Linked DNA regions of Mus musculus: regions 2, 3, 4, 5, 6 and 7 are each linked to region 1. Evidence: chromatin contacts called from public Hi-C, HiCAR-type, HiChIP or PLAC-seq and promoter capture Hi-C data. All regions are on one chromosome and are shown on one strand. The core of a region is the stretch at or near the end of the contact, and the rest is flanking DNA. Distances in the headings are between cores, read along the strand shown.

Region 1 (4,250 bases), core at 1,004-3,503:
TTTAATTACTCCCCTGGGGATATTAATGATGCTTTCTTTCTTTCTTTCTCTCTCTCTCTCTCTCTCTCTCTTTCTTTCTTTCTTTCTTTCTTTCTTTCTTTCTTTCTTTAATTACAGTCTGGGCGGGATCATGGTTTTGTGTTTTGCTCCCTCCTTAAGATGGCTAAGTCCACTGGCTGGCTGGCCGGCTCGGGGGAAATTTTACTTTTCTTTACTCAAAGTAATTAAAATAGAAAATCTAGATATCAAGGTAGTCTAACAAGCCAAGATTTGGAATCTGACAGCTTGATTCAAAGTCCAATTACTTCACCACCACTCGACCCCTACCACCATCCCTGCCTTCACCCCCATCCCCACCCCCGGGCTTGGTGCTTTCACCTGTAAAGAGGGAGCAAGCGTAGTTCTGGACTCTTAAGCCCACATGGTTCCGGAAGACAGAGGTAGATAATATATGTCAATATTTATTCCCACAGTCTGGCATATGGTGAGCACTCAAATGTTGTTTTGACGCTATTTTTAAAGGGCTATTGTTTTGCCTACTCAAACAATTCTTGGACTCCGGTTTACTGAGCTCAGACAGAAGAAAAGAGAAACAAGAAAGAAAGGGGCGGGGACACACACACACACACACACACACACACACACACACACACTGTTCTACACAGCAGTGGCCTGAGATCTCCATGGTATCACCTCCTTCCTGACACAAACTTAGATTCAGTAACAGGGTGGACCCTGGGCGCTGGGCAGAGTGCAGAGTGCACAGGGAAGTCATTATCTTTGGGGAATTAACACTTCAGTTGGTTGAGTTGTTTGGGTTTTGCTTTGATGCTTAGTATTTCAAACCTTCGGACTTTGTGTGTGTTGGGCAAGCCTTGCACCGCTGAGCTGCCACCCTCCTTCCCCCCAGGCCAGACAAGTGGCTAAAGTGGGTAAACACACCACCACACACATACACATACACACACACACTTCCCATTCTGCCTCGCACGTTTAAACTTCTCATAACATCATTCTTTGTGGGAAGAAGGCAGTCCCGTGTTTCTTGAAAACTGAGAGCATACAGAGGCTTCCTCCTCAGAGCCACCCCCGGGGGGGATTTAATTCATGTTGCCTTCAGATGGAGGTGGCCTCTCTCAGAACCTCGCTGAAAGCCGAGGTGCAAAGGAACCTCGCTGAAAGCCGAGGTGCAAAGGCCGGCTCTATTAAATTACAGCAGCTGGGCTTTAAAATACCAGAGGAATTACAATGTTGGAGTCTGAGGGCTCTCACTGAAAGGAAACCTTTCAAATGTCTTGCTGCGTGCAACTCAATTTCCCACCACAGAAGCAGAGATGCGGTCTCTCCTGTTTGGGCCTCGGGCTCCAGCACATTTCTAAGGAAATCTTCATTCTTGGCCAGACCCGACCCCTCAGAGGCTTCCATGAAGAAGCAAGGTGGCAGACGAGCCAATAGCGAGCCTTAGCTGAAAAGAGATGATCGCTCCTAACTACCTCTTGTGGCCAGCCTAAGCCACCTGAGACCCTCTTTGAGATGGTGCCATGGTCACAAGGCACAAGAAATCAGGAGTCTAGGGACATGCTCCCGGTCCCATGCCCAAATCTAGGCCCATGTTGCTTTCACTGCAGCTCTCTGGCTGCACCCACAGGTGCCCTGTAACATGGATCCAATCCCTTGGAAACCTCTGGTGGGATCATTCACGCCAAGCCGCTTTTGATCATGATCTGTATCCTAACATAAGGGAGCGTGGGCCATGGATGCGGATGAAGGGAGGTGGGAGAAAATGGGGTATCAGAATGGTTGGAGTGCCCAATCCAGGGCCCCTGGAGACCCGGTCTCTCACGTGCCTGTTTCCACTGTCCCTGCAAGGGACCGCGCAAACCCCAGTGGAGCTTACCTTGGCCCAGGACACTGCATAGGAGAGCTGCGGGTCCCAGGGCGCTGTGCAAGGCAAGTCGGCGGTCTCGGAGCAAGCCACCGTCACCTCCCGCATCGCCATCGCGGGTGCCAGGCTGCAGGCTACAAGAGAGAGGGGGGAGAAACAGAGCGGCGTAAGCAAGGCCACCGAGGCGGGGTCGCGGGTAGCACCGAGCGATCGGGCTTGGGGGCCGTACCGCAGCCTAGAAACAGGAGCTGGAGGCCTTGCGACATGGCTGGAGCGCTGCGACACTGTCCGGGCCGGCCCCCTGGGCGCGCGCCGTGCTCTTGTACCCGCGCTTGGGACTTCCCCGCGCGCCGGCCCCGGGGACTCCCCAGTCGGAGGAGGCGGGTAGCCTGGTCCCCGCCCCGCGCGCGTCCCCAAGTCCGCGTTGCTGCTGCGGCTGGCCAGCGGCAACAAGCAGCTCCGCGGAACCGCCCCGCGCCCTGAGGCTTCGGAAGCCGCGATGGCACGCGCCACCCCAGCTAGATGACCCTCAAACCCATCGAGTGGGTCATGCAGATTCAGATAGGGTGGGCAGCTTCCTCTGAAACCCAGGGCTGTGGCGACCTGCTACTCTCCAGATTTTGTGATAGGGACAGACACCCTAGGCTTCCTGAGAAGTGGCAAACGCCTGCAGTCCTTGGCTTGCTGCCTTCTTTCGGGTTATCGCTCGGCCTTGTTTACGTTGTTTGAGCAAGGGAGATCTTTTTATACTAAAGCATTAATTACACACATGCTCATAAGTCTTTTAGAAAACAATGTCTAAAAGAATCTTGAGTCCATCTGCTTTGCATCTGCTCCCCAAGGCTCAGGGACCAGGGGGAAGACAGGACAGAAAGATTTTAAGTGCCAGAGATCTGGAAGGAGAACGGTGTCTGCTGGACATGACTCTGAAGTCACAGGAGCAGTGATGATTTTCACATGCTCAAGGCAGGCAACCTTTCAGCATACTGGGGGAAGGGATTCACAATTGCCCACCCCTAACTGGGGAGCTATGGATAGTTGGCGGCTATGGAGGAGGGAGACCACCCTCCCCCCACAGGTCAATCATTCTCCAGTGGACGCCCACATCCAGAAGTGTATGGCCATCTCAAATTAGATTTTTCTTTTAAATAGATCAAATCACCTCTAATTCCCAGAAGCAACCCCACTTAACATTTTGGTGTACTGACTATTCTATGTCTGTACCCTTATACAGCATTCTAATACTGTTCCCTTCCCATTATCTTTTTCATCCTGTGTTAGCTTAGTTTAACAGTTTACGAGCAGTTTCACAATACTAAAAATAGTTTCAGCAACTGCTTGGTGGCTGTGCCATATTCCATTGGGCCACAAATTAGAGCCCATTAGGTAGTGTTGGGCACTTGGATGGCTTTTTTACTTTATTATTTTTTCCTTCAGATATGAAGGCATTTTGTTTTTACCAAGTCCACCCCCCACCTCCCCAACTCCAACTCCTCCCAGATCCCTCCCTCCATCTCCCTCCCAAGTTCATGTTCTCTCTCAATCTCTCATATATATTACATATATACATATATATACACATATGCATATGCAAATATACATATATACATCATATAATCATTATACATCATATATACATCATATGCACGTATACATGTACATATATACATATACATCACATGTACATATTTATCATATATACATTTATACATCATATATACATTATATATACACACACACACATATCCTAGCAAATCCAATTGGTCCTGCCCATTGCATGTGAGGGTAGGTCTGTGCATTGTAGCATGGCAACCTATCAGGGGTCCCATTTCTGAAGGAAGCTATAGGAATGCCCACTTATACACAGGTATAAGGTAGGGAAAAGGTGATTCTCCCCCAAAGTTTACTTCAAAGGAACAGTTTGTCTTACTGGACATGCGCCCTGAACCAGTTCAGGCAGGATCAGCCATCCCACTCTCCTATTAGATAGAAGTAGCGCATGACTGAACAAAGTCTAAGTTTGATGGACGTTAAGGGGAGATAAACTTACTGCAAAGCTCTGAAGCTTGATGTGGGGTCCTAGGCTACCCACAGGTTGTTTGGAAGTAGGGGAGCTGTGCACAGTCCTGTGGGGAAGGATCGCAGGCTGCCAGGTGCCTTATTAGAAGAGGGCTGTGCAAAGTCCAAACCAAGGAAGAGTCAAGGCTGCTACACGATCCCTTCTGCTCACCTGTCACATTCATGGGGTTGAATACACCAGACAATTAGGCTCAAAGAATGAAACATTTTGGGCTGGCGAGATGGCTCAGTGGGTAAGAATACTGACTGCTCTTCTGAAGGTCCTGAGTTCAAATCTCAGCAACAT
Region 2 (4,250 bases), core at 962-3,461, 920 kb before region 1:
GTTCTCATTTACCACACCACCCTGTCCTTCCGATAGCCTAGACCTTCAGCTCTTGCCTGTCCCATGGGAGTGCCCTCCAAATCTGTTCTTTCTGCACCCTTGCTTCTGCCTAGCAGCTGCCTTCCCTTTTCTACAGAGAAGAAAGACTGCTCTTGTCTGCTTGTGTGCCTGCCAAAGCGACTGCGGCAGGGCAGGCGACTCTCCCTGGAGACAGGTGCAGTCTGTGGGCCTTGCTTTTGACCCTGGGCCTGTAATTTGCTTTTATCCACAGAACCTGTGGAAGTGACATTCTGGGACCTCCAAGTCCAGGCCGTAAGAGATCCAGTGTCTGTTTCCCTCTTTGTGTGCAAGTTCTGGTGGATTTACTGCCTAATACGAAGTCACATGAGGAGAGGGAAGAACCAACCAGCGCCCCCCAGACAGTAGTTATAATCACTAAGGCACCAGACAAGTGAGTGGGGTACTAAGGAATATCCTAAACCCAGACTCCCTCATTCCTGTCAGGACACTTAACTCACCCTGCGTGGGGGGAAGAAGAGCCGTCCCTGCCCCATTGCATAATCATGAACAATAAATGGCTGCTGATGCTTTCAGCCACCGAGTTTCTGCTTGGCTACACAGTGGTACAGTCTGTACTTTCTTTGTGTGGGTATTAACTTGGTATTTAAAACAAAAAACAAAAAACCAAACGTGTGTGTGTGTGTGTGTGTGTGTGTGTGTGAGTGTGTGTGTGTGCGCGCGCGCTCTCGAGCTCGTGTGCCTTTTGAGACAGGATCTCACAGAATCTCCTTGCTGGCCTTGAATTTACAGAAAATCTACTCCCTCTGCCTCTCAAGTACTGGGTGGGATTAAAGGTGTGCACACCCCCTCCCCCAGCAGACACTCTTCTTTTTTGTGTTTTTTTTAAATTTTATTTTTTGCAAATTTTAAAACTTTGATCATGTTCACTCCCGACCCCCCAGCTCCTTCCAGACCCCCCTCACCTCTAACCTCTTACTCTCAGTTTTGACCATTCATACTTTACCTCAATCCCATCTGAGGTTTCTTCCTCCCTCCTTCCCCACCCTCCACCCCACCCCCAGGTCTCTCTTGGTTACCCTGGCCTGGAACTGGCTATGTAGATGAGGCCAGCCTCAAACTCCTTGGTATCAGCCTGTCTCTGGCTCCAGAGAAATGAGATTAAAAGCTTATACTCCACCACCTCCAGGCCCAATCCATTCTGAAACCAGCTAGTTTCTGCAATGTACATGTCAGGCTCATTCTAAGATTCAGGCGCTCTATTATAGTATCCTGTGCATCTGCTTCCTTGCCGGATTATTGGTTCGTCCTCTAGTGTCTTGCATATTCTCCTACAATCAGCAGACAGAAGGGACCAAGAAATTATTTGTGAGCTGTGAGTGGGGCAGTGGAGTGTTCACCAGTCATCCAGCCTTTCCGAGGCTGTGGAGGGAAATGTTTTGGATTTGGGGACGGGGATGGGGGGGGGGGAGCACTGTTACTCTAAAAACCAGACTTGGTGGCTGTAAGGTTAGCCGGCCGGCTACAAGGAGACTCCAAAAGGCGCGCACACAGGTGATCTTAGCACATGGGAAGTGGAGACTGGAGGCCACTTGACACCTAGTCTCCACTTTCCAAAAGGTCAAGCCAGACAGGAAGACTGAGCAGCCGGCCGGCCATTGGTTGTTGTTGTTTGGCTTGTTTGTTTTCCCATATTCACTTTTGCCTTGTTTTTCAGTCTGTGGTCCCTGGACTTTGCCTTCCTTGGCCTTTGTAAGGTCAGGATGTTTGGGACTTCCTCATTCCAATACAATTCTTTGAATTTTTCCTTCAAATGCAAATAAAGGCACTTACCATTTGGATAGCGGTGATTAAAGAGAGAAAGGAGGTTGGTTTCGGGATCCTCCTCTAAGGTCCCTTTTAGCGGGGTGGGTGATGGAGAGGAAGAAGCCAAACAAAATTCTCCAAGGGCAAAGAGTTGAAAGGGAATCAAGCGATAGACTATCGAATCCCACCAGAGTTGACGTTACACAGCTCTTTATAGTAAGATGTTAAGCACTTAATATTTTATTTTCCTTGCAGGTCACAGCTATTTGTTCTTGGGACAAATGTGCATATGCTTATTAGATTTAACAATCCACCGCTCCCGGTTAGGAAAGGAGCCAGGCGGAGCCTGACTCCCTCGAAAGAATAGGCCTCATTAGCACTTGTGGGGACGAAGACTCAAGTTCTCAAACCAAAAGGAAGAGTAGGAGGCCACAGTCAGTGGTAGGAGAAATTGCTGACTCGATCTCGCCCCACCCCCACATTTCCTTTTCCTGCATCTGTCTTTTTCTGAGCAAGGAATATTTCTTTCCCTTCCCATGCTTTGAAATTCACGGTATGTGTTTTTACATTTTTTAAAGATTTATTTATTATTATATCTAAGTACACTGTAACTGTCTTCAGATGCACCAGAAGAGGGTGTCAGATCTCATTACGGATGGTTGTGAGCCACCATGTGGTTGCTGGGATTTGAACTCAGGACCTTCGAAAGAGCAGTCGGTGCTCTTAACCACCGAGCCATCTCTTCAGCCCATGTGTTTTTAATTTTTAAGATGTATCTTATCTATGTTTTGTTAGCCCAGGATAGCAAAGAACTCAGTGCATCCCTCCTTTTAGCCTCGTTTCATTATCTATATATTTATTCACTTTACATCCGATTGCTGCCCCCTTCCCAGTCCCCGCCCCCCAGGTTTTAATTTACTCCACCTCACCCACTTGCTCCTTCCAACGTCTCAACCTCCTACCCACTTCCCTACGCAAATACCTTATATTGATTTGTGCATCTCTATAGCATGTTAAGCAGATTTCTTCTCAGGCCAAGGCAACCATGATGGTACAGGTCTGTAAGGTGAGAGGTGGACGTGATAGTGTTATCTAGGCTCCGCCCCACAGTTACCTGGCAACAGCCGGGAATGCCTGACTATAAAAAGGGCTGCTTGCTCCCTCCTCCCTCATTTATCCTCCTTCCTTCTCTCCTCTCTGTCTCTTCTCCAATCCCCCTCCTCCCTTTCTTATAAAACACAATGGATAGGGTCAAGAATTGGAAGTCAATCTCAGCTACACAAGTTCAAGACCATCACATGTCAGATGAGACACTACCCCCACACACAAACACACCCCATCTCAAATTGCAAAACAAACTAGAAAAGGAAAGATTTCTGAACTCAGAAGTTGAATCACCAGTTCAGTGGGGGTGCAGGAGCACGACACAGTGACTAACAGCCACCCCTCCTCTGCACTCTCAGCTGCCTTGCGCTGGCCCTTCTCTGGAGATGCGGGGTGGAAAACCTGCGCCTCCGATTGACGAAATGCTTCCTCACCACCGTCATCATCGGCGAAGTTAAGGGTGAAGACTCATCTTTAGTAATAAGGCATGACTGTAATTCCTCACCCTCTGGCCATTATTAATTATGATTCATTGCATGAAAGAGAAAATAAAGATCTACATACGCTCAAAGCACATATAAACTGGAAGGATTTCAGGTTTGGGCATGTGAGGCCCTTCCCTTATCCAGGGCCATTTCTCTGGAGGCAAGACGTCTACCCAAAGCTAAGGAAACAGTTGGATTGTCCTCTTACAGGGGAAGGTCTTCATCGTCATGAGGGCTATACCCATCCAGCCTTTCATGACTTGCTATTGACACAAGGATGAACTGAACAGAGCATAGTAAGTGAAATGAATGTGAATCCATTTTACCCCTTTTCCCTCCATAGAAAAAGAAGGCATCTTTAACTGCCACGGGCTACATTCCCATATTAGCCAGGAAGTACTTGGTACCCAGGCTCATGTAATTATGTGTTGAATTCTCTGAGCCAGAGCTGGATGTAAGTTTGGGAAAGAGCATGTAGGGCCCTTGAGTTCAAATAAGGAGTGTGTAACTCAGGCGAATACAGTGGCACACCCATATTGTGCCTATACTCAGAGCAGAAACAGGGCGTGGAGACTGGGGGGGCGGGGGTAGGTAGAGCTCACTGAAAGTTTGATGCTAGCCAGGATTACAATGAGAGATGCTGTTTCAATAAAGTCAAAAGCAACTAGAAAGACTGCCTAGCAATTAAGGCTGATCTTTCTCAAGACCCATGTTTGGTTCTTCATACCCATACTGGTTGTCTTCAACTCTAGCTCCAGGGGAATCCGAGTCCTTCTGGAACACACACACACACACACACACACACACACTCACACTGGGCATGCTAACACAAGCCTT
Region 3 (4,250 bases), core at 925-3,424, 880 kb before region 1:
TTTTGTTTTGTTTTCCAGACATGGTCTTTCTGTGTAGACCCAGTTGGCTTTGAACTCATAGAGGCCTTGTCTACCTCTGCCTCAAGAACACTAGGTTAAAGGCATGTGACACCATGCCCAGGTGTCTGTTTGGTTTTGAAGCAGGGTTTCATGTACTCCTGCCAAGCCTTGGACTTACTGTGAGGATGACCTGGACTTCTGTTCTTCCCGCATCCTTCCAAGTGCTAGGACTATAGACACGAGAGAGTTTTTTTTTTCTTTTTTTTTCTTTTCCATTTTTTATTAGGTATTTAGCTCATTTACATTTTCAATGCTATACCAAAAGTCCCCCATAGCCACTCACCCCCACGAGAGACTTTTAAAACAGTTCTCTGTACAAGGCTGAGAGACAAACCTTTAGATGGATAGATAGATTATCTAATATCTCAATTTGTCTCCTGTTCCTCAATGGGTACATTAGAGCAGTTCTCAACCTGGGTGTGTGTATGTGTGTATGTGTGTGTGTCAAAAGGCTCTTTCACAGGGGTCTCTTAAGACCATCAGAAAACACAGATATTTCCATTACAATTCACAACAGTAGCAAAATTACAGTTATGAAGTAGCAACAAAAATCACTTTGTGGTTGATTGTCACCACAACATGAGGAACCATATTAAGGCCGCAGTACTAGTAAGGTTGAGAACCACTCACTCACTGCATTAGAGCGGGGCATTGTGCCACAAGCCTGTTGTCCCCGAGTTGAGGACTTAGAGGGAGGAGGATCAGGAGCTCCCAGTCTCAGCTACATTTGGAAGTCAAGATCAGCCTGAGCTACTGAGACCCTGTCAGAAAACAGCAACAGCAAAGCCAGAGTCAACAGCTCCTGCCCACCATCCTAGCACTGGGGGAGGGAGGCCTAGATAGAAAGACCACCAGGAGAGCCTGAGGCCAGCTTGGGCTAGAGAGTGAGGCTTCACCTCAGAAAAACAAAGGGGCTGGAGAGATAGCTCAGTGGTTAAGAGCACTGGTTTTTCTTCCAGAGGACCCAGGTTCCAGTTCCCAGCCCCCACATGGCAGCTCACAACTGTTTATAACTGCTGCTCCAGGGGATCCAACACCGTTACACAGACATACATGTAATCAAAACACCAATATACATAAAATAAAAATAAATAAATATTTAAAAAAAGAAAAACAAAGGCCATTCTACTCCTTTTGATTTGTTATTATAGAGTGGAATTTAATTTATTGGTTCATATATGTTTACTTGATGAGTAAAAAAATGTATCTTATATTATGTGCTACGTGGTACAGGAATATGCAATGCAAAGACTGAAACAAGTTATTCAACCTTAGCAGAACCAGGAATTTATTCCTGGTATTTTTTTATTTTTTTATTTTACATGCAAAATTGGTAATTTGCCTACATGTTTGTCTGTATGAAGGTGACAGATACCCTGGAATTGGATTACAGACACTTGTGAGCTGCCATGTGGGTGCTGGCAATTGAACCTGGGTCCTCTGAGAGAGTAGCCAGTGCTCCTAGCCACTGAGCCCTCTCTCCAACACCCCTAAAACAAGTTCTTTACACACCTCCACAATGGCTGTATGTCACTTTTAGAACTGCTGTGGAACTCAGCTCCTACCTATAACTTGGCCCAGAAGACGGACAAAATACTCAGTGTCACTCTAAAGATGAAGCATGTTGAGAAAATGGTTTAAAAAAACAAAACAGGCCGGGCAGTGGTGGTGCACGCCTTTAATCCCAGCACTTGGGAGGCAGAGGCAGGTGGATTTCTGAGTTCGAGGCCAGCCTGGTCTACAGAGTGAGTTCCAGGACAGCCAGAGCTATATAGAGAAACCCTGTCTCGAAAAAAAAACCAAGAAAAAAAATTTTTTTTTAGCTTCCTTATGCACTGGATAACAACTGAGTGTCATAGTTGGGAGAAGAATGACAGCAAGGTTAGGTCTGGAGCTGCAAGCAAGCTTGTGGCTTTCATTATTCTCTCAAAGTATCATCTGTGGGAGTCCCACAGAACCACGACCGTGGGATCCTCCTCCCAGCAAAGCAAAGATCCCGGTGTCCAGGCCCGTCTAACGGGACCCAGTGAATGCCCCGCTTTGTTCCTGAGGATGCTGTCAAGCAGATGATCTCAGGAGCTTCTACATGAATCACTGTCCTTGCAAAGACTTGTTCCAGAAGCTTCCTGGGGGAGGTCGGTAGGCAGGGCAGGAAGTCCACGGGCAGTTGGAACCACATCTGGTTACCGGTTCAACCATCCTTCTCTCCAGCTCTGTCTTCCCTGGCTATGATGCTGGATCCCTGCTGAAATCCCAGCTGAAGCTGGTCCCTGCCCTTAGGAAAAACGCATGCTCTAGAGAGAATCTGAGACGTGCATCTGAGGGAAAATAATGACCAGGTAACTCCCAATTGCTCTGCCTTTGAGAGGAGATCAAAAGGGTTCTGGGACAATGGCTCACCATGCTGGCGCCTGCTTGGATTGCCCAAGTGCTCCAGGGAGTCACTTTGACTGGAAGAGAAGGGGAGCCAGGACTGGGTTATAGCGGTTCTTGACCTTCCCCTCCCTGCCCCGCATCTGTTTCCTCATCAGAGCTCCGAGAATTACAGGGCTGGCTATCTGACTCACCCGGCTGTCATAAAGATGAGTAACACCCTAAGGTCCTATTCTTTCTGCCCTGTGACAGAAAGGCACCCCTAGAAATGAAAGTGCTGACAGCAGCAGTTTCGACTTGGCCATGTGAAATACATGCTGGACAACCTAATCCACTCTGTCTAAACATAGAAATCACATAACTCTGCCCAAATCATCACTCCACTAATCCACTTAACCCCTGGTCAATATACAATCTAAATATTTAGTTGTGTCTCCTGGTTATCTGTGTTTATTCCGTGTTCACTTATGGTCTGAGTCCCTTCTCCGTTTATCCATTTTGATGGAATAGAGTTTAATTGAGGAGCATCTCCAAGACCATTCACTTCTTCCTTCCCTGGTACCTGGTACCCAACTTGACCATCCCAGGTGCTGATGTAGAAGTCAGTGAACAGGCATCTCTCAGAGTCACTTTCTTTTCTTTTGGAAAGTTCAGAGATATTTTATTGCAACTCCAGAAGAACTGCAGTTTCGGATTCCCCCCAATCCTGGCACAAGGTGTGTAGGGTGAAGTTGGATGAATAGTCTTTGGCCACGTAGTGAAAAGGATAGATTCAGTCTAGGAAGGCAGAGACCTGGAATCTGGTTCTTCAGTGAACTAGTAGTTGAGGTTGGTTAGGTCATTGAAAAGCTTTGCTGGGCCTGGTGGCACAGACCTTCGACACCAGCTCCTCCAGGAGGGTGAGGCAGGAGGATCACTAGCTAAGATCTGCTTAGAAACTTATTGAGACTCTGGTTGCAAATTGAAAAATATATATTTATGGCTGAAGATGTAGTTGAGTGATGGAGCGTTTTCTGAACATGTGTTAGATCCTAGGTTAAATTTCTAGTACCAGTGAGAGAGAGAGAGAGAGAGAGAGAGAGAGAGAGAGAGAGAGAGAGAGAGAGAGCACACAGAGAGACAGAGACAAAGACACACTCAGAGGTGGAGTGGTGGAGGAGAGATAGGGTTAGATCTGGCAAGATGGCTCATATACCTAAATGTGACTCTGTTTTTGTTTATCTGTTGTGTGTAAACTTAAGCCTGCTTTGGCTCTAATATTTTTCTAGATTTGAAGGTCTTTGTGCTAATTACTTCTCAATGCTGTGACCTGAATACCTGACAAAGCAGCCTTTTGCTGAAGGGTCCAGCCCTGGCCAAAGGTTCAGTCCATGGTCATTTAGTCCCATGTGTTTGGGTAGAACATTATGATGGTGGGAATGTATGGTAGGAAAGTTTTGTGCCTCCTGGTAGAATGGGAACAGAGAGCAGGGAAGAACTGAGGGCCAGGGATGATGTCCAAACGCATGTCCCCAGGGATCACCCCCTCTGCTAAGGTTTGACTTCCTCAGAGTCTGACCACCTTTCAAAAAAGTCCCATCATCAGCGAGCAGGACCAAGTATTAAACATGAGAGCCCCGGCGGGGGTGGGGGTGAGGTGGGAGTGGGAGGGTGGAGGAGGGAATGTTTCTCATCCAAACCCAAATAGTCACAGGGCAGGGAAGGGTTGGAACAGAGGCGAGTGCCATCCAAGGTGGGAGGAGGGTGTCATCAAAGACAGGAAGGAGCACTTCCTCCCACCTTTACCATTGCCACTCGTGGGATCTGGGGAGTAGGTA
Region 4 (4,250 bases), core at 1,150-3,649, 800 kb before region 1:
GTGAAAGTTTGCAAGAGCTTTACAGTGGAGGTGAAAGTACTTTTGTGACCCACAGGAAGGCAGTTGCTTACCCCTCTCCCCTGAGGGCCTGTCAGAATTTCTCTGTGACATTAAGTAGCTTTTAGCTTGGCAGAGGACAGTGAGAGACTGCTTTGTAGGTGAAATGTGACAGCAAATCTCTTCATTTGGATCTAGGAGATCCTTGCACAGCTCTGCTCAAGAAGAGACGAGGAAGTGTGTGCAGTGATGGAGGGGAGAGGTGAGGAGTGTCAGGAGGTGCCCGGGGAAGTTTGGGGCCAGGCCTCAGGTGATAGGCAGGTGGTAGGTACCCTGGTGCTGAGCAGATTAGGGTGGATCAGGGCTGGCTGGGGGGTGGGGGTGGGGGACCTGAGCGATGGAATGGGCTCCCTCCTTTGCCCATCCTCAGATCCACGGGTTGCATACCTTTGGGAAGTCTGGTTGAAAGGCAGGAGGCGTGTACTTACAGTGACTCTGGAAATGGAGGTGAGGGGTCTGTGATACTGAGAACAGGGAGGAACAGGAAGTGAGAGCCCAGATCTGAGAGGCCAGCCCTCTTCAAATTCCTTGATCTTGGGAGACAATACCAGACTGGTCATAGATTCCAGAGGGGGCAGGGGCAGAGGGAGAGGGAGAGGGAGGAGGAGGGACAGAGACAGAGACAGACACAGAGATACAGAGATGAACCAGAGACGGAGAATGAGGACCTAAGACTGTGATAGAACAAGCATAAAGCTCTGGCTCCAGGGTTCCATCTGTCGTACCACACCCAGGAGAGAAATACAACAGGATAGGCAAGCCGTAAATTCTGGCGTCCGTCAGGAGAGAAGATACTGAGAAGAGGAAGAGAGAAAGCCACGGGGTTTCCAGTGGAGTCTGTGAAGGCAGGCAGGCAGGCAGAGTGATTGAGCTCATGGCAGAGCTGCAAGGTAGGATGGGGTGTGGGCAGCTTTAGAGAGAGAACAAAGGCCCTGAGGGTCAAGGAAAGGGCCCCAGGCTTTAGCCAGTGTCTGAAAGGAAAAGACAGAAGGAAGGAAAAGAGAAAGTTACTCGGGCCACCTGGCAGTGCTTAGGGTGTTTATCGCCCATCTCTTTACCATGGGCTTAGGCGAATCAGCCTTCATGAGGGTGATCTCTTGTCCAGGTGACAGGCAGGACCTGCTGGGATTTTTTAAAGTTTTTGTTGTTGTTGTTGTTTATGTGTATGGTGTCTGTGTGGCTACCTGTGGAGTCCAGCGCTGGCTCTCTTGGAGATGGGGTTACAGGAGGTTGTGAGCCATCTGGTGTGAGTTCTAGGAACCAAACTAGGATCCTCTGGAAGATTAGCAAGCTGGACCACCTCTCCAGTGCCCTGGATTAAGTCTTAAGAAAGAGGAGAAGATAGTACGTGATGCTCTTATCTTGGAGCAGAGCAGGATATCATGTCTACACACAGGGCCAGGGCATTTCTTTCTTTCTTTTTTTTTTTTTTTTTTTGACTGGAAGGCCCAGGGAACCGCAAAGGTGATGTACTTTTTCAGTCTTACTAGGGGGAGCAAGAGGCAGTGCTCAAAGCTGACTCGAAGACTTTGAGTCAGCATTTAAGGCTGTTATAACAATCCTCTTCCCTCGGGACTCGAGACTCCAAAGGATTTAGAGGCAGAGCTGAAATTAAGAAATATGTATGACCCATTTTTCCCCCTCATGAAAATCTGGAGATCTAATCCAAAATTGCTCACTGGAAGGCATGAGTGTCGGGGCTGGAGTTTGGATCATTCGCTCATGTATGACTCTCAGAACAGGTGCTCATTTAGAGAGGTAGCAGAAAAGCAGACCAGGGGACACCCCTAACCCCCTGCCTCACCCACACACATGCCAGGCTCCTGCAAGCTTGGGTCCATTGTCCAGACAGATCCAAGGACATGTTCAACTTCTGGTCAAGGACATGAATACAGGCTTCTGTCCCTAAGTTGTCTGGTCCATCTCTGTCTCCTTTCCTCATCACAATTAACAGACTGGTATTGCGAGGTTTTCAATCTTTAACAGACTTTAACGGCTGATGTTGTTAGAGGTACCACAACTCTTCTCCCAGGAAGCCAGGAGAGTCCTGCCAATCGTGTGTGTTGCTAATGAATTATGGTTGCATCATTTGAAGTCTTAACCTATGAGAGTTTTTTTTGTTTTTTGTTTTTTGTTTTTGTTGTTTTGTTTTTTCCTTTCTTTCTTGCCAGAACCTTCCTCAGCATAGTGCAGGGTCAAGTGTTACCTGCTAGCAAGTTCCTATCTTGGACTCCAGCCACTGAGCCTCTTGCTCTCCCTTCCAGGGCCCTGGGAGAGGAATGAGCTGCCAGGAGACCCTAATCATATGCATGCTGTCATCTGGAAATGATTACAGTGAGAGGACAGGGAGAACCCACGTTGATAGCATTGATTAGTTTCTTATTTCTAAGCAGAGAGAGCGCCCCTCTCTATTGCTTAAGATCCTGTTCCAATTTGTTCAGATTTTTCTCTTTGGTAGTGTAAAAAGCAAACTTATTTTGCCTTGGGAGCCCAGGACTACACTGGGCTTTGAAGACTGCAGCCATCTCTACAGGAGCTCTAGAGGCAGCTTCAACCAATGCTCAGCCTGAGATTAGCACATCAAAGGCCAGAGGTGGTCCCGAAGGGCTGGAGGAGCTTGGGGATCTAGGGATGTGGGGACCCAGGCTAGGATGGAATAATAATAATAAAAAAAAGGCTTACATTCCAATTCTTCAAATCTTTCAATTGCACGTTTGTGATCGTGAAAACCGCAGGCCGAACATACACAGGCACGCACGCACGCATGCACACGCACGCGGGCGTGCCCTGCTTTCCGAATACAAAAGAGGAATTAGAAATGAGCCAAAGAAAGAAAGCAAAAGTCCAATTTTCTCTGCCGTCTTTTCCCTAGAACCCAGAACGAGGCGCATGGAAACACTAGGTTTCCAGCTACTGCTTCAGAACCTTCCCTTGCACTAATTGCTAGGTTAAAACGAACCTCCAGAAAATAAATTCTGTCATTGCCCTGGGGTGCTGAGCCAAAATAACAACGGCAACCCTTAATAGCCAGGCTGAGCTGTGGAGGCCACAGTTATTTTTATCCTAACAAGAGGCACTGGTGATGTAGAGGAAATTGTCTCTTGGGGAGAGGATTCCTTTCGTGACTTGACCACAGCAGTAATAAGTTTCCGGGGCCCCTAAGCAGGTGTGTAGAGATGGGCGACCTTGAATGCAGATGAGGAGAGAGGATAAGAAAATTGACAGAAACCCAAACTCCCGAGATAACCTGTCGTGGAAATAAACAAGCTTGCAGAAGTGAAACACCAGGCAAGTGATAGGAGGAGGAGGCCTCTAATGAACTGGGTTTTGAAGGAAAACCCATTTGGATTCTTCTCGTGTCAGAAGTTTGTACTTAGGTAGGCTTATCTGTCTAGAAATGAAGTTACCCGACTTTGTGTCTAAAACAAATGTCTAAATTCTAAAGGGGTATAGGGATATACTCACTCTTCTCTAAAGCTTTAAGGGTTTAAGATTGATCAAAACGGTAATAGTAGAAAAGTTTGTTTAGGTTACTGATTAATTTTTGGTACAATTTTTAAAAAATAAAGATTTCTTTATTTTTATTATGTGTACGGGTGTGTTGTGTATTTGTGCGGGGGAGGGGGTGTCTGTGCTCATGCATGCTGGTGCACACAGAGAGGAAACTGCTGGTCCCCTCCGTCCCTCCTCCCTCTTCTTCCTCCCCTTGTTTTGGTTCTACATAGCCCTGGCTGTCCTGGAACTCACTATCTGGACTAGGATGGCCTCGAACTCATAGAGACCTCCTCTGCCTTCTGCTCCCTCCGCTCTCCTAGGCAGGGTCTGTGTGACTAGCCCTCATCTTCACTTCTTTCCTAAGGCTGCTAGGCTCATTTATCTCTTATTATTACGCACTGAGCACGGAAGGGGATACAAACATTTAAGGCATGGAAAGTGGTGACCTGGCCCGGGTCCAAAATGGGAAGACAGAGGCAAAAAAATATAAGTGGAAGTGTGATATCCCTTTCCTATTCAAGTCAGTACGCTTCGGCTGTGATGTGTTTATTTAATTCAGTTTATTTTATTATTCTCTCTGTCCCTCTCTGTCCCTCTCTGTCCCTCTCTCCCTCTTCCTCTTTTCCTCCCTCCTCTTCTTCTTACTCTTTTAACTTAGTCTTTTGTACTCTGGGGTGGCCTTAGAAGTGGCTCTGCAG
Region 5 (4,250 bases), core at 971-3,470, 750 kb before region 1:
AGCACCAAGGTTGCACCTGCATGCCCTGCTCAGACATGCACATTCTGGCTTCCCACTCCAGATCTACTAGATTAGCTAGCTATCCTAGACTCTAGGTGAGCCTCAGGCCTGCCTCATTGGAGAACCTGGCGTTGGCAGTTTGGGTACAGGACAGCTGAGGCACAGAGCTGGTTTCAGTTGTGAATTCTGGTCATGCTGTTCCAGAGTCCTTTTCTAAAGGATGGCTCTCTTGAGGCATTAGGTTATGATTGATGGCTGGGGGCTGTCATACAGCAGCAATTAAATCAGTGCTCATCTGTCTTGTATCATTCGACATTCAAATATCACCTACTCATTGGAGGGTTTAGAAGGAGGAAAGGTTCAATGGGAAGATTTCTCATTTGAGGAATGAGACACCTTGCTAATCTGGGCTCCAGTTTTATTATCTTGAAAAAGAAATGGGAAATCTGCATTTCTTTCCTAGCTGGGACAGTCTAGGCGTCTGTACAAACGGCTGAAAGCAACTGTTATCTCTGCAGTGGTAAGAATGGTGACATTGTGCAACTCATTGAACAGTCAGACCCAACATCCAGAATGAGGCAGTTCCCAGTGGTCTCCAGCTTGGTTCCCTTCAAGCTGGACGTCTCTCAGAGGTGAGTGCAAGATCTGGACATGGTTGTCTTAATCCATTGTTGAGTTACTATAACAAAATAACCTGCTGCCCCTGGTCATATATTAAGAAAAAGTTTTCATTACGTGATGGCTTTGGAGGCTCAAGGGCGTGGTGCTGACACCTAATGCTATGAGGATCCTGTGGTAGATGTCCTCCCAGTGGTAAGACTTCGTGGTAAGGGTAAGTAGCAGATTAGAAAATGTTCCAAGCTCTCTTATAAAGCCCATTCACTATCACAACAACCAATACATTCCCCTGTGTCCTAACCCACTCCCTCAAAATGGCATGGATTCATTAATGAACAAAAATGACTTAATTATTTCTTGATAGGCCCTAGTCTTAAAGGTCCTGATGCTGCTATGGAAGCAAGGTTTTTACATGAGACCTTGGGGGACAAACTGTATCCCTAACACAGGACCCATCACTGATGTATCGCTAAGATATGTCTTAGAGCATACACTGGGTGCTTGATAAACGTGGGAGGACATAGCTGAGAATCAGCATGTGCCCGCACCCCCCTCTAACTTCCCCAGAGGCAGGGTGTAGCTTCCCCTTTGAACAACCTCAGCAGAATCGTGGGCCCCAGTGTGGTCTCCTCATCAGGAATTCTGGTTCCTATGCGTCTCTCTTGTTCCGCATCTTTTTTAAAAAAATGTACTTTATTTATGTCTATGTCCATCTGCCTGCTTGTCTGCATGTGTACGGCATGTATGTAGTTTCTTGCGGAGGCCAGAAGCAGGTTATAGAATCTGTTGGTGCTAGAGTTAGAAGTGGTTGTGAGGCCCCTGATGTGGGTGCTGGGAACCGAACCTGGGTCCTTTGTAAGAGCAGCAAGGGGTGCTCTTAACTACTGCACCATCCCTCCAGCCTGCCCCTACTCTACCTTAGCTTTTTAAAAACCTCTTCCTCAGAATTAGGCAGGGAGGGTTTTACTGGCCCATTATACTGCATCCTGGAAACTTAGGAGAGTTAGACATTGGCCCAGAATTACAAGAAATGGCTAGTGAGCCGGGCATGGTGGCGCACGCCTTTAATCCCAGCGCTCAGGAGGCAGAGGCAGGCGGATTTCTGAGTTCGAGGCCAGCCTGGTCTACAAAGTGAGTTCCAGGACAAGCAGGGATATACAGTGAAACCTTGTCTCGAAAAAACAAAACAAAACAAAAAAAAACAAAAAAAACAAAAAAAAAAAAAAAAAAGAAAAGCAAGAAAACACACTTGGCTGGTGCTCAGGCCCATACCTCTGACTGCATCTTTTCTTTACTCGTGGACTGAGAAGGAGGAAACTCCACCCTACAACAGACCTTCTGAAAAATGAGGACGCCTCCGTGTTCCTGCCCTGAGTGACCACAGGGCTTTGAGCAGCTTCTCTTCTCCCATCCGGTGAAATTGATTTTTAAACACACTGAATTGATTAAAGCGTTGGACCAGGATGGAGCCGGCAAGCAGGCCGAATAAGAGCTGTTTGGCTCTTATATTCACTTCCTTCTTGTCGACGCATCCTGTGCCTGGGGAAATGAAGACGGCTGGGTACTCTCATCCAGGCTAACTGTGGCTTGGCCTCTGTGGAAGGAAACCCACAGTCGATGAAGGGGCACCGAGATGCAGCTGCACGCCTGTTCACAGGGCAGCCACGAATCAGCAAGCTGGGTCACGTCCTGCGCATGCGCCGGTGCCAAGAACGCTCGACAGATCGTAAAGACTGTAACATTTGCTGACGCCTCCTTAGAGGCATGGATGGGTCTATTAGTAATGACATTGGTATGTGGAGTTTGATTGAATATGGACATTAATTTGATTTCCTTAGGCTTCAGGACCAAAACTTCAGGTGGTAATTTTCTGTAGACAATGTATCTGTCTACTTATGTCTGTATGAAGGTTGTACTTACACTGTTTTAGGAAGATGTTGTTTAGTTAACACCCACTCCTAATAACTTCAAAAATAAAATAGCCACCCTTGGGCATTTTGATATGGTGTTTTTCCACTGGCGCCCAAAAGGTTTCTGCCTCAGTCAAACTAAAGTTCATTTTGTTAAACAGTGGCACACTCCCTTTCCTTTTTCTGGAACAGGGATATTCTTCAACTGCAAAGTTGCCCTTGAGGCTCTGACTGCAGTTCTCCTCCAGGGGTGACAATCCAACCATAGGATAGATGGTTTTACTTATTTGTAAGTTTGTGGCAAAGTCAGGGGACACTTGGCATTTTTGTGAGGTTTAGACCAGAGCTGCTCCACAACACGTTTCTGTCTTGTACAACAACAAGTGTCAGCCTCTGATGAAACACTGCAGCAAGCCCCTGGCTCCTAGGCTGTGGGATTCCCTGGAGCCTCTTCATTTCCCTGGAGTAGCTGGGCCTCTGGTTCAGAAGTGGCTTTCAGCTCTGTGGACATGCTGAGCAGATGGGAGGCCGAGACATGGTTTCTCAATATTTTCTGCTTTTTGCCGGGTAAGATTGGGAACGTAGGTCTCAGCTTTGAGTCATGCTTCCGTGTCTCAGGGGACTTCTCTTAGAGTTGGGATCTGGAATGCTCCCTAGTGGTCCATATGGTAAAAGCTTGGCCCCCCAGCTTGGTGAACTAGCTCTTGAGAGTTGGTAGGACCTTTAAAGTGTGGAGCCTAGCCGGAGATCTCCAGCTGTACTGTCCTGTGCCCTTAAAGAGGATCGCAGGATCCTGGGCCCTCCCTTTTCCTCTCTTCCATTTCCCAGAAACAGAGTGAGTAGTGTTGCTTCATAAACTCATACTACGATGTGCTAGCCCAGATCAGAAGCCATGGGGCCCGGGGCTGAAGAGATAGCTTTGTGGTTGAGAGTGCCGACGGCTTTTCCAGGACCTGGGTTCAATTCCCAGCACCCACATAGCAGCTTATGATTGTGTTTGTAGCTCCAAGATCTGACACTCTTGCACAGACATACATGCAGACAAAACACAAATGCACAAAAAATAAATAAGTTATTAAATAAATAAAAGAAACCACAGGGTCAAGTGATTATAGATTAAAACTTCTAAATGTGAATGTCAAAATAAGCCTTTCTTCATCATATCTTGGTTAACCAGGCATTTCTTCTTGTACTGAAGAGCTAACTAATCCAGTCTTTCTGTTTATTTGTTCTCATAGGTGGAAGATGCGCCTACTCTCACTTGGATTTGATATGCCAAGGCTGGTTGATATTTATGGGAGGCCTCATCCTTTCTAAGGAGAAAGGGGGAGGGAGGGGGTAAAGGGGGAGGGGAGAAGGAGAAACTGAGAAAAGCAGAGGTAGAAGAAGCTGTGAGCAGGATGTAAAGCAAATAAATAATAAAAAATACTACATATTTGTCTGTCTATCTGTCTGTCTGTCTATCTATCTATCTATCTATCTATCTATCTATCTATCTATCTATCTATCTAGTTTGTGTGTGTGCATGCACAAGTGGGCATACACATATCATGGTATTCATGTAGAAGAGAAAACGTGTGTGTGTGTGTGTGTGTGTGTGTGTGTGTGTGTGTGTGTGTGTGTGTATGAGTTCTCCCCTTCCACTCTGGGAGTTCTGAACTCCCAGAACTCTCAGGCTTGGCAAACACTGGGTCATTTTGCCTCCCTCTCCCCCTTCGCCCC
Region 6 (4,250 bases), core at 1,086-3,585, 730 kb before region 1:
CTCCTAACTTAGGTATGTAACCCTCCATTCTACCCGCCTTCGACACTCTCATATAGAGTGGAGAGTGGCTGTCCTGAGCAGGAGAATCTTCTATGGAGATTTCAGACTGGCAGTTAGTTTTTCTCCTGTTAATCTGTCTTTCCTTGGTCTAATTTACAGAGCTGCAGCCAACCAACTTAGGAGGGGAGATGGAAAAAGGTCCCTATCTGTGTGCTTACTAAATCTTTCAGTATTTCAACAGCATGGAAAATCTTGGAAGATGGGAGCCACTACCCATCATAAGCCCTGACTCCCAGTACCTATACCAAAAACACCCAGTGAACAGCTAGCTCAATGTTAAGCTGTGTGTTAGGAATGCACAAAAAACAAACAAACAAAAACAAAACTGACCTAAAACTGAGGTTTATGGTAAGGATGATGGGCTCTGGGGGAGAGTTAAGGGTATTTTGGTCAAGGCAGAATCTATATGTACAAGTCTTGCGCTGTGCCTTAAACATGTGCTGTGGGCCGAGTATACTTGCCTACTTAGTATGTTAGTGATTCTCCTGTGCTCACCTCGCCCACACAGTGACTGTAGTTGCATTCTTTAGTCCAGTACTTCATGGGTCAACAGGACCCATGAGGGCTTTTCCTTACTTAGCCATTAGGCACCAGAGAACAGTCAGGTTGGAAGCCAAGCGCTAAAGTTTCCAGGATTTGGCCATTCAGTTCCTCTTGGGATCCTGTCGTTTGAACCTGACTCTTGGCCATGCACAAAAGGGATATTTTATCTTCCTTTGGCCCTTTCTTTACGGTTTTGTCTGTACTGTTGGCAGTGGGTGCTTACCTTTTGGCAATATCTGCATTTGGGTGTTTTAACATGTCTTTTACTCCTATCCTGCCCAACTGATAGGTAATCAATTGTGAGGTTAGCAAAGAATGCCATACCTGCAAGAGGTGAGAACCCTTCCATCCCCTGCCCCTGCCTCTCGACAGGGCTCTTGCCATGTGACCTGGTCTGATGTGGTACTTACTATGTAGCCGAGGTTGACCTCAAGCTTTTGTTGATCTTTCTAAGCCCTGAGTATGTGTCGCCACACCTTACCTGGAAGAAAGTCTTAAAGGGAGATTTCTGGATTCCCGGGTTGACTTGATATTTAGAGAAGGCACGAGACTCATCCTGTTCTGTTCTTGCATTTTTATAAAAGGGTAAATGTCGTGTTGATGTGGGTGACGATGTGCCTCCTTCTCTCAGCATTTGAAACAGACGGCTTTTCCTTGGAGGACAGTTCAGAATCTCCCTGCATGGCAGTCCCTCGGGGGTGGGATGGGAGATGATCATAGCTGATTGTCACACATGACACCGGATACTGTATTAAATGCTATATCAAGGCAGCATTATCGTTTGGTTCCATTTTTGATGTGCTGATTAAGTCAAAGAGTCTAAAGTTGATTCTGAAATGTTTTGAATGTTTCTTTAGCACTGTTCTCTATTTAAAACTATTTCTCTTTCTCCTCCTCCTCTCTTTCCTCCTCCTCTTCCTTCTTCTCCTTATTTTATTATTATTTTTTTGAAGACAGTCTCGCTATGTAGCTCCGGCTGGCCGGTGGGGAGCAAACTCTGGGTTCTCGACCTTTAGCATTTTGAGAAATTCACCCATAATGCTTCTCTCCACTTTCTGGTATTTGTTTTCACAGTTGCTCTCTGTTTATGGCAGGCAACCCTGGGTTTTGATTCAGCATTTGTGTCAAGAGTTTTAACATAAGAATGAAGATTTTAGAAAAATGAATTGACTTAATGAGAGTAAGCAATGGATAGAATTTGAAGTGGTGGGGATTTCGTAGGTGTTCTGCTGATGTGTGCAGGGGAGCATGGGATGCGATGGTCCTCGTTCTTCTCCTATTGCCTAATTATAGCATCCTCTTGTCATTCATCCTCCCCCCCCAATCTTATGGGGGTATTTCCCACTTTGCCCGGCTTGATTTACTCTCTGTTCCTCTTTTTTTCTCTCCACCAGTTTCTACTGCTGGGGGATTTCCTTCTGTGAGGAGAGGACTTACCCCTATATGAGGTATGTCCTTTCTTTCTTTCTTTCTTTTTTTTTTTTTGGTTTTTTGAGACAGGGTTTCTCTATGTAGCCCTGGCTGTCCTGGAACTCACTCTGTAGACCAGGCTGGCCTTGAACTCAGAAATCCACCTGTCTCTGCCTCCCGAGTGCTGGGATTAAAGGCGTGCGCCACCACACCCGGCTTAATGTCCTTTCTTTTGCAATCTGTTTGCTTGTTGTCTAGTTCGTTATGGTGTGCTAGAGTGAATGAGATCTGTATAGCAGTGGGGTCAGGCATGCTCTCTTTGCTTGGTCTGATCATTTTAATCATTTCTTCTAGCTTCTGGTCTCGGTGTAGATCACTTTCTTTTCCTCTGTGTAACTGGTTGCCCCGCCCCCCTGTCCCCCTGCTGCTAGGGTCCAGGGGGTGGACTCTGATTCATCTCAGCATTTCGTACAGAACCCAGTGAATATACAGTATGGCTCACAATCCGAGTAATGTCTCAGCCTCGGAATTCAGAGTCATGTGAAGAACAGGAGAATCCATGAAGACACAGGTGGAGCCAGGCCCTGGACTCAATCAACCAATCAATAGACACAGGTAGAGGTTATAGACACACAGAAAGACAGACACAGACAGACAGACACATGCACGCACGCAGGCACGCACTCCCCTACGTGTAAGAAAAACAAACAAACAAACAAAAAAACCCCTCAGTACTGGTATTTGCCATTCCCAACTTTAACTAATGGCAGTACTGTGAGAGAGGAGGGCTTACTGATTAACATTGGAAGCCAAGCTATGGATGCGACTGACTGCTCTGTCCTAACTCTGTGGGCTGTTGTAGTCTGAGAGCTGCTCGCCGATCCCACTTGACATACACCAGCATGTGTGTTCTTTCTCTGCTATCCTGTATTTCTGCCCACATTGCTGGGCTTAAGAAAATGTGTGTTTGTAAGCTACGCAAGACCTAGGCTGTCTCCTGTTGAATCGGATTCTCATTAAGAAAAAAAGAAAGAAAGAAAGAAAGAAAGAAAGAAAGAAAGAAAGAGAATGGGGGAGGGGCAGTAAGCAAATAGGAAATCCAGGGACCATTCTATATATTTTTTTTTAGACCAATGCTTATTTTCTTGGCAGGCAAATGCTTTTTTCTCACCTTTTGACGTACTCCTAATGGTCCCATTAAAATACATTTAGCCTTTTCTCCCTCCTCCGTCTGCCAGCACTCCCCATCATGTGGTGAATGTCAGACAGGTTTTAAGTTCCGAAGAGCAGAGAACAGGCTGAGTTGGAACAGGATCATATGTCCTCCTCCCACCCCCTAGAAATGTGCACCCTCTCCATTTTATTGTGCAGTGTTCAGTTGCAGCTGGACCTGGAGGTGCTGGGATAACAGGAAGATGTCACTGACGCTCAAGTCTGTCTGATGCTGAGGATGGGTTCCTAAGAGGATGTCTCTTCCACTAGGAGTCCTTTGCAGCACAGGATCTGGACTGTTGTTTTTAGATGTTCCCTCGTGGCCCTGTATAGATGATCACCAACATTCCTTCCATTTCTCTGAGTAGGTGATTTTCTATGGTGACTAGGGGTGAGGGGTGGTAGTGGTGGTGCTACGGAGCACCTCAAATTCCCTTCCCCATCTCCTGGAGTGACACAAGATTCCTTACAGGAAACTGCCTTTCTCTGCCTGTGGGAAGGAGTGCTGCATCTTGTGGTTTTTGAGGTTCTAGCAGCCAAGGAGGGGCTTACAAGGCTGCCGGGCCAAGCAGGCAAGAAGGGGTCCGGTACCCTTCTCTCTCTTCTGAAGACCTTCCAAGGGTAGAAACCAAACCCAGGCTCTGACTCAGAGAATTGTGGATGGTCAAAAGATGTTCATTATGATAGCTATGATGGGGACCTACAGAAGCACCCAGAGAGGAGCCTGGTCCAGGGACGAGCAAGAGGAAGCCTGGAGTCAGATGCTCCTATGTTGATGCCTTGGAGCAGAGGAGGGGGGCAGTCTACCCTCTAAAGCAGTGGGTCTCAACATGTGAGTCATGACCCCTTAGGGGCAGAACAACCCTTTCACGGGGGTCACCTAAGACCATCGGAAAACACAGATTTTTACATTGTGATTCATAACTGTAGTACAACCAATTTATGCTTAGCTCTGACTAGCTTACAAATAAATGAGACTTAGACTAAGGTTATTTTATTTGGCTTTTACAATTACTGAGAGATAA
Region 7 (4,250 bases), core at 829-3,328, 710 kb before region 1:
AGAAAGGAGCTTCAGTTGGGAAAGAGCCTCTAGGAGATCCAGCTATAAGGCATTTTCTTGGTTGGTGATCATGGGGGAGGGCCCACTGTGGGTCCCTGGGCTGGTAGTCTTGGGTTCTATAAGAAAGCAAGCTGAGCAAGCCAGGGGAAGCAAGCCAGTAAGAAACATCCCTCTGTGGCCTCTGTATCAGCTCCTGCTTCCTGATCTGCTTGAGTTACAGTCCCGACTCCTTTGATTAAACAGCAATGTGGAAGTGTAAGCTGACTAAACCCTTTCCTCTCAACTTGCTTCTTGGTCATGATGTTTTATGCAGGAATAGAAACCCTGACTAAGACAGTGTGAAAATACCATAATAATTTCCATGACTTTGTACACTAATTTTAAAAACTAATTAAAAATTCCTCCTGTTATTTTCTTAGTCTTTTGGGGTGGACATATCAGAATATGTGAAAGTGGAAGCTTTGTTCATTTATTCTTTAGTGTGAGTCTGTGTGTGTGTGTGTGTGTGTGCACACTCATGCATGCGGGCATGCACATGCGTGTAGGGGGTGGGGCTAGAGGGGCAACCTTTCGAGTCATTCCTCAGGCATCAAGCCATTCCTCTTGCTTGATTTTTGAGGTCTCATTGGCTTGGGCTCCATGGCTAGGCTAGGTTTGTCTGCAATTCCTTAGCACAGGGCTTCTAAATGTGGGTTCTGGGGTTGAACTTGGATCCTCATGTCTTCTTGGTAAGCACTGTACCGACTGAGCCATTTCCCCAGCACAAAACTGTGTGACAGATTTTTTTTTTTCACTGCTTTGGGGCTGGGAAGTCTGGGGCCTTGCTTATCTGATCTCTGGTGATGGTGCCTGGTTGCTATACAGAGCTGTCCCCTAACAAGGAAGAAGAACGAAGGGCAGAAGGAGCCTAGGAAGGGGTGCCACTCTGCTCACAGGACATCATCACTTCTTAAAGTGCCCCATGGATAAAGACGTTCCAACACAGAATGCTGACATTCAGACCATAACTTGCGACTACTAGGAAACCCAATGACAACTTTTGATGCCATCTTGGGCCTGGCCAAGCAAGCTCTCCAGAAGGTTCATCTTTTGCATTCCACGCTTTTCGTGTTGTCGGTTAGCTTGAAGATGCGGTGATGTAACGTATTCACATGGAAACTTTTGGTCATTAGAGACACAGATGGTTTCTGGCGTGTGGAAAAGAGCACCAGGGAGTGTGTACCTTTACAACCTCTGGCTCACTACCCAGTGTGACTTCTACCAGAGGAAACTTTGCACACCTGCTTTGACTGACGGCACACTTTGGGACTTTGGATTCTCCTCTGAAACAGCTCTACCATTGTGACTGCTTCCTTTCGGATAAGTACCACACATTCATTTATTTATTCCTTTAGAGTCAAGGCTTTCCTGTGTAGCCCCAGCTGGCCTCAGAGCAGAGCTTTCCAGTCTCCCCGGATCCATGGTATCGTCATCGGCGTGTATCAATGTATTAGCATGCCTGGTTCCCATTAACTTTAATCCATGCTTTGCCCCGTCAAATGTTAGCTTTTAAAACTTTTTGAAATGCTATGTCTTGTTTATTTCATCTTCAGTATTTAGATAACTGTGCTGGTTTTGATTATAAGAGACTTTTGACCCGAGAGTTTATTTTTGAGACAGGTCCTTGCTCTGTATACCCCACTGGCTTCCAGCTTGCAGCCCCCTTGCCTCTGCTTTCTGAGTGCTGGGATTATAGGCATGCATAGCTATTTCCAGCTTTCTGGTCTCTCCTTACTGCAATTGCAAACCCTATGAGTTAAATACTCTTTTCATATGTGACCATAGGTTTTCAAGCTGCTCTTTACTGTAGGCCATGCTATTCTACATGAATAATGTGTATAAACTCTTCTAATCCTACTTATGATCGCCATGATGAAATGGCAAAAGTAAGGCACAAATAATTTAACTAAAGTCTAGCCACACAGTAGGTGGCGAAACGGCGTCCAAAAGTGACCGATCCGGAGCCAGCCTCTTCACCGTGTAACATATGTCTCTAATTGAGCCAGCTCCCTGCCAGAGCCCTAACACACCCTGGGCAGGAGAATCGAGGGTGAAAATAGAGTGCTTTATTACTGGAAACATAATAAACTCTCCAGGGAAAGCTTTCTCAAGGGCTTGGCAGTAAGACTGAAGTCACTGTAGCCTTTGAGGCTCCTTTCTTTCTGTCGAAAGAGCTGAGCCTCTAGTGCACAAGGGGCTTCTCTGTAGTGGATGCTAAGAAAATGCAGGAGAACAACAGGCAGGGAACAGGGGGCTTCCTGGAAGCAGGAAGAGCTGGGGTGGAAGGACTCAGGGATGGCTAGGGGCGCAGATAGTACAGGTGCTCGTCTTGGTCCTTTAAGTTTAGGGGCTTTTGAGACTTAACGCAGCAAGATGGCACATCCTCTACCCATCTTTTAACTCTCTGCATTGATGGGGCGTAAGGAAGGAAGATGAAAATACATATGCCAAAAATGCATAGGCCAATAAACACCGTGCTTGACCCACGGCCAGGATGGAGAACCAAAGCAAGCGTCGGTCTGGGGAGAGGACTCAGTGGGTACAGGGTCTTGCCCCCAAGCCTGGATATTAAATGTGAGCTCCTTCTTCTTGTTTCCTCTTTTCTTTGTCACTCTCAGGATCTCCTGTTTTGTTTAGCTTTGTGACAAGGTCTCACCCAAGCTTGTCTCAGAGTGACGATCCTCTGGACTCAGCCTTGGGTAGGACAGGATTACAAATGCGAGCCATCTTCCCGGAGTTCTGCACTTTCTCTTACATCTCACATCTTTCACAGTCTCAATCTCAAGGTTTTTATCTCTCCCCTTGTAGGGAGGTGACAGTCCTTCATTTGTTGTGGCATGATGTTCCCAGGGAAATAACATTGCCCTGTCGCTCATAAGCACTGGGGTATTTTCCAGTTTGGGGCCTCTCTCTGGAGGACTCTTAAAGACACAGGGTGAGACTTGAGGGCCTTATACTGATGGGCGAAAGGCAGAGCACTGTAAAATGTGGGCAAAACACCGACTGACGCGTGAGGGGCTGGTTGTAAATCTGCTTTTATTTTTCCCTCACTGCCTGGAGAGATCTGGGAACTGTGGGTTAAAAGGTTTGGGAACAATATATGAAACACCTAACCTGGCACCACACTGGCATTCCATAAGTGGAAAGCTAGCCACATACCGTGTAGCCGTTAACTTTAACTTTATTTTATTTTATGTATTATTATTGCAGGGGGTGGGGGAAGTGCACACAGCGTGCGGCGTGTCTGGAAGCCAGAGGAGGAGTTTGTGGAGTCTGTTCTCTTCTACGTTTATTTGGGTTCTGTGGATTGAACTCTGGGCATCAGGTTTGGGCATCAAGCTTGTTTACTTACTGAGCCGTCTCGCCGGCCCACAATTAGCTTTAAGATTCAGTCTTTACATTGGACACAAATGGAGCACAGTTATGAGCAAGAGGAAAATGGAGGAAAAAGTTACCCAGAGCACAGCTGTGTGCTGTTAAGTGTTCTTCCTGGATACCACAAAGGCTTGATCCTAGTGCATTTAACTGCTGTAAGGCAGTGGCTCACGGAGGACAGAAACGTATTTTTCATAGCTAGAACAGCAAGGTCAAAATGCTAGCAGGTTTGGCGTCTGGTAAGAACTCGCTTTGTAGTTCATCTGTGGAGTTTCCCATGATGCTCTGACACGGTGGAGGGGGCGGGAGCTCCCTTTCTTCCTCGTACCAGCTGCAGCTGCATCCCATGTCCCCATCACATGTCCCCATCACCTCAAAAAGTCCCCCTTTCCTGGAATTATCACTTGGGGGACAGCATAGGAATTCGATATGTCAATGTTGGGTTCAAATGCTTAACTCATAGCAGGCCCACGGCAGATCTGAGACCTTCAAGTACAGGAGAAAGGCAAGGAGAACCCTGGGGAAAGTTCCAGCCACTCCCTTTGCTTCCAAGACACTTACATGGAAGCTTTCGGTTAGAAAGGTAGGACCAGGCCTCCGGGACAGAGAAGAGAAGAGATACACCTCATCCAAGGATGCTGGTGAGGATGGGAACACTTCAGGGTATGCATCAACTAAAAGGGTTGTGCTGGAATCAGGGCCAGGGATGTCCTGCGACTTTTGGTTCCCTTCTTAGATAGATGACTTTGTTCACCAAGTTGGAAGGAGAGTTGCGTGTGACTCTGGCATTTCAGTTCACTGCCAGAGAGGGACAGTCCCTCATCCATTGTTCCAAA

The links. Promoter capture Hi-C pulls out the DNA fragments that hold promoters and counts their contacts. Hi-C and Micro-C count contacts between places; a contact is called where the count stands out from the background. HiCAR-type assays count read pairs that join an accessible place to other places. HiChIP or PLAC-seq counts read pairs in DNA pulled down with a chosen protein or histone mark.
Region 2: a contact with region 1 is called in a HiCAR-type map of kidney, with 5 times the contacts expected there. The contact joins the enhancer-like site here to the promoter of Cd83 in region 1. A contact is called at or near these places in 1 of 39 promoter capture datasets (liver), 5 of 115 datasets of contacts at active chromatin or transcription factors (embryonic basal ganglia, embryonic midbrain, embryonic stem cells and 1 more) and 1 of 9 other capture datasets (pancreatic islet).
Region 3: a promoter capture Hi-C map of trophoblast stem cells shows a contact between it and region 1, with 6 times the contacts expected there. The contact joins the enhancer-like site here to the promoter of Cd83 in region 1. A contact is called at or near these places in 7 of 39 promoter capture datasets (embryonic stem cells, frontonasal cranial neural crest, liver and 3 more), 1 of 484 Hi-C or Micro-C datasets (uterus), 3 of 115 datasets of contacts at active chromatin or transcription factors (bone marrow-derived dendritic cells, embryonic basal ganglia and thymic regulatory T cells) and 1 of 9 other capture datasets (liver).
Region 4: a contact with region 1 is called in a promoter capture Hi-C map of pre-B cells, with 4 times the contacts expected there. The contact joins the enhancer-like site here to the promoter of Cd83 in region 1. A contact is called at or near these places in 7 of 39 promoter capture datasets (cranial neural crest, frontonasal cranial neural crest, hippocampal neurons and 4 more), 7 of 115 datasets of contacts at active chromatin or transcription factors (bone marrow-derived dendritic cells, embryonic forebrain, embryonic midbrain and 4 more) and 3 of 9 other capture datasets (adipose tissue, embryonic stem cells and liver).
Region 5: a contact with region 1 is called in an H3K27ac HiChIP or PLAC-seq map of bone marrow-derived dendritic cells, with 6 times the contacts expected there. The contact joins the enhancer-like site here to the promoter of Cd83 in region 1. A contact is called at or near these places in 6 of 39 promoter capture datasets (embryonic stem cells, hippocampal neurons, liver and 2 more), 3 of 484 Hi-C or Micro-C datasets (B cells, Th1 cells and bone marrow-derived macrophages), 3 of 115 datasets of contacts at active chromatin or transcription factors (CD8 T cells, bone marrow-derived dendritic cells and embryonic midbrain) and 2 of 9 other capture datasets (adipose tissue and macrophages).
Region 6: a Hi-C map of B cells shows a contact between it and region 1, with 20 read pairs. The contact joins the enhancer-like site here to the promoter of Cd83 in region 1. A contact is called at or near these places in 4 of 39 promoter capture datasets (frontonasal cranial neural crest, hippocampal neurons and liver), 4 of 484 Hi-C or Micro-C datasets (B cells, centroblasts, muscle stem cells and 1 more), 3 of 115 datasets of contacts at active chromatin or transcription factors (bone marrow-derived dendritic cells, regulatory T cells and thymic regulatory T cells) and 2 of 9 other capture datasets (adipose tissue and macrophages).
Region 7: a contact with region 1 is called in a promoter capture Hi-C map of liver, with 4 times the contacts expected there. The contact joins the enhancer-like site here to the promoter of Cd83 in region 1. A contact is called at or near these places in 7 of 39 promoter capture datasets (cranial neural crest, embryonic stem cells, hippocampal neurons and 3 more), 4 of 484 Hi-C or Micro-C datasets (B cells, muscle stem cells and uterus), 7 of 115 datasets of contacts at active chromatin or transcription factors (CD8 T cells, bone marrow-derived dendritic cells, bone marrow-derived macrophages and 4 more) and 2 of 9 other capture datasets (adipose tissue and macrophages).

Annotation. Positions count from the first base shown.
Region 1 is chr13:43,783,115-43,787,364 of GRCm38.p6, reverse strand. Cd83 (CD83 antigen) reads right to left here and starts at 2,253. Exons shown (of 5, transcript NM_009856.3): 1 at 2,115-2,253; 2 at 1,898-2,019. The coding sequence starts at 2,151.
Region 2 is chr13:44,703,257-44,707,506 of GRCm38.p6, reverse strand. No RefSeq gene overlaps it. Among named protein-coding and RNA genes, the nearest start is that of Jarid2, 26 kb to the left of the region's middle. Within about 2 kb of position 2,211, at least 29 of the 459 cell types and tissues checked have an H3K27ac peak or open chromatin away from gene starts, as enhancers often do. A contact at or near this core is called in embryonic stem cells and kidney, where this site is marked.
Region 3 is chr13:44,658,390-44,662,639 of GRCm38.p6, reverse strand. No RefSeq gene overlaps it. Among named protein-coding and RNA genes, the nearest start is that of Gm40931, 24 kb to the right of the region's middle. Within about 2 kb of position 2,174, at least 35 of the 459 cell types and tissues checked have an H3K27ac peak or open chromatin away from gene starts, as enhancers often do. A contact at or near this core is called in trophoblast stem cells, where this site is marked.
Region 4 is chr13:44,581,055-44,585,304 of GRCm38.p6, reverse strand. The region is part of intron 2 of Gm40931 (a long non-coding RNA gene); the gene reads left to right. Among named protein-coding and RNA genes, the nearest start is that of Gm34276, 15 kb to the right of the region's middle. Within about 2 kb of position 2,399, at least 43 of the 459 cell types and tissues checked have an H3K27ac peak or open chromatin away from gene starts, as enhancers often do. A contact at or near this core is called in embryonic stem cells and pre-B cells, where this site is marked.
Region 5 is chr13:44,533,636-44,537,885 of GRCm38.p6, reverse strand. Gm34276 (a long non-coding RNA gene) reads left to right here. Exons shown (of 5, transcript XR_873341.2): 4 at 519-632; 5 at 3,767-3,921. Among named protein-coding and RNA genes, the nearest start is that of Gm47792, 26 kb to the right of the region's middle. Within about 2 kb of position 2,220, at least 90 of the 459 cell types and tissues checked have an H3K27ac peak or open chromatin away from gene starts, as enhancers often do. A contact at or near this core is called in B cells, CD8 T cells, Th1 cells and 4 more, where this site is marked.
Region 6 is chr13:44,516,101-44,520,350 of GRCm38.p6, reverse strand. No RefSeq gene overlaps it. Among named protein-coding and RNA genes, the nearest start is that of Gm47792, 8.8 kb to the right of the region's middle. Within about 2 kb of position 2,335, at least 22 of the 459 cell types and tissues checked have an H3K27ac peak or open chromatin away from gene starts, as enhancers often do. A contact at or near this core is called in B cells and centroblasts, where this site is marked.
Region 7 is chr13:44,494,584-44,498,833 of GRCm38.p6, reverse strand. No RefSeq gene overlaps it. Among named protein-coding and RNA genes, the nearest start is that of Gm40930, 7.9 kb to the left of the region's middle. Within about 2 kb of position 2,078, at least 15 of the 459 cell types and tissues checked have an H3K27ac peak or open chromatin away from gene starts, as enhancers often do.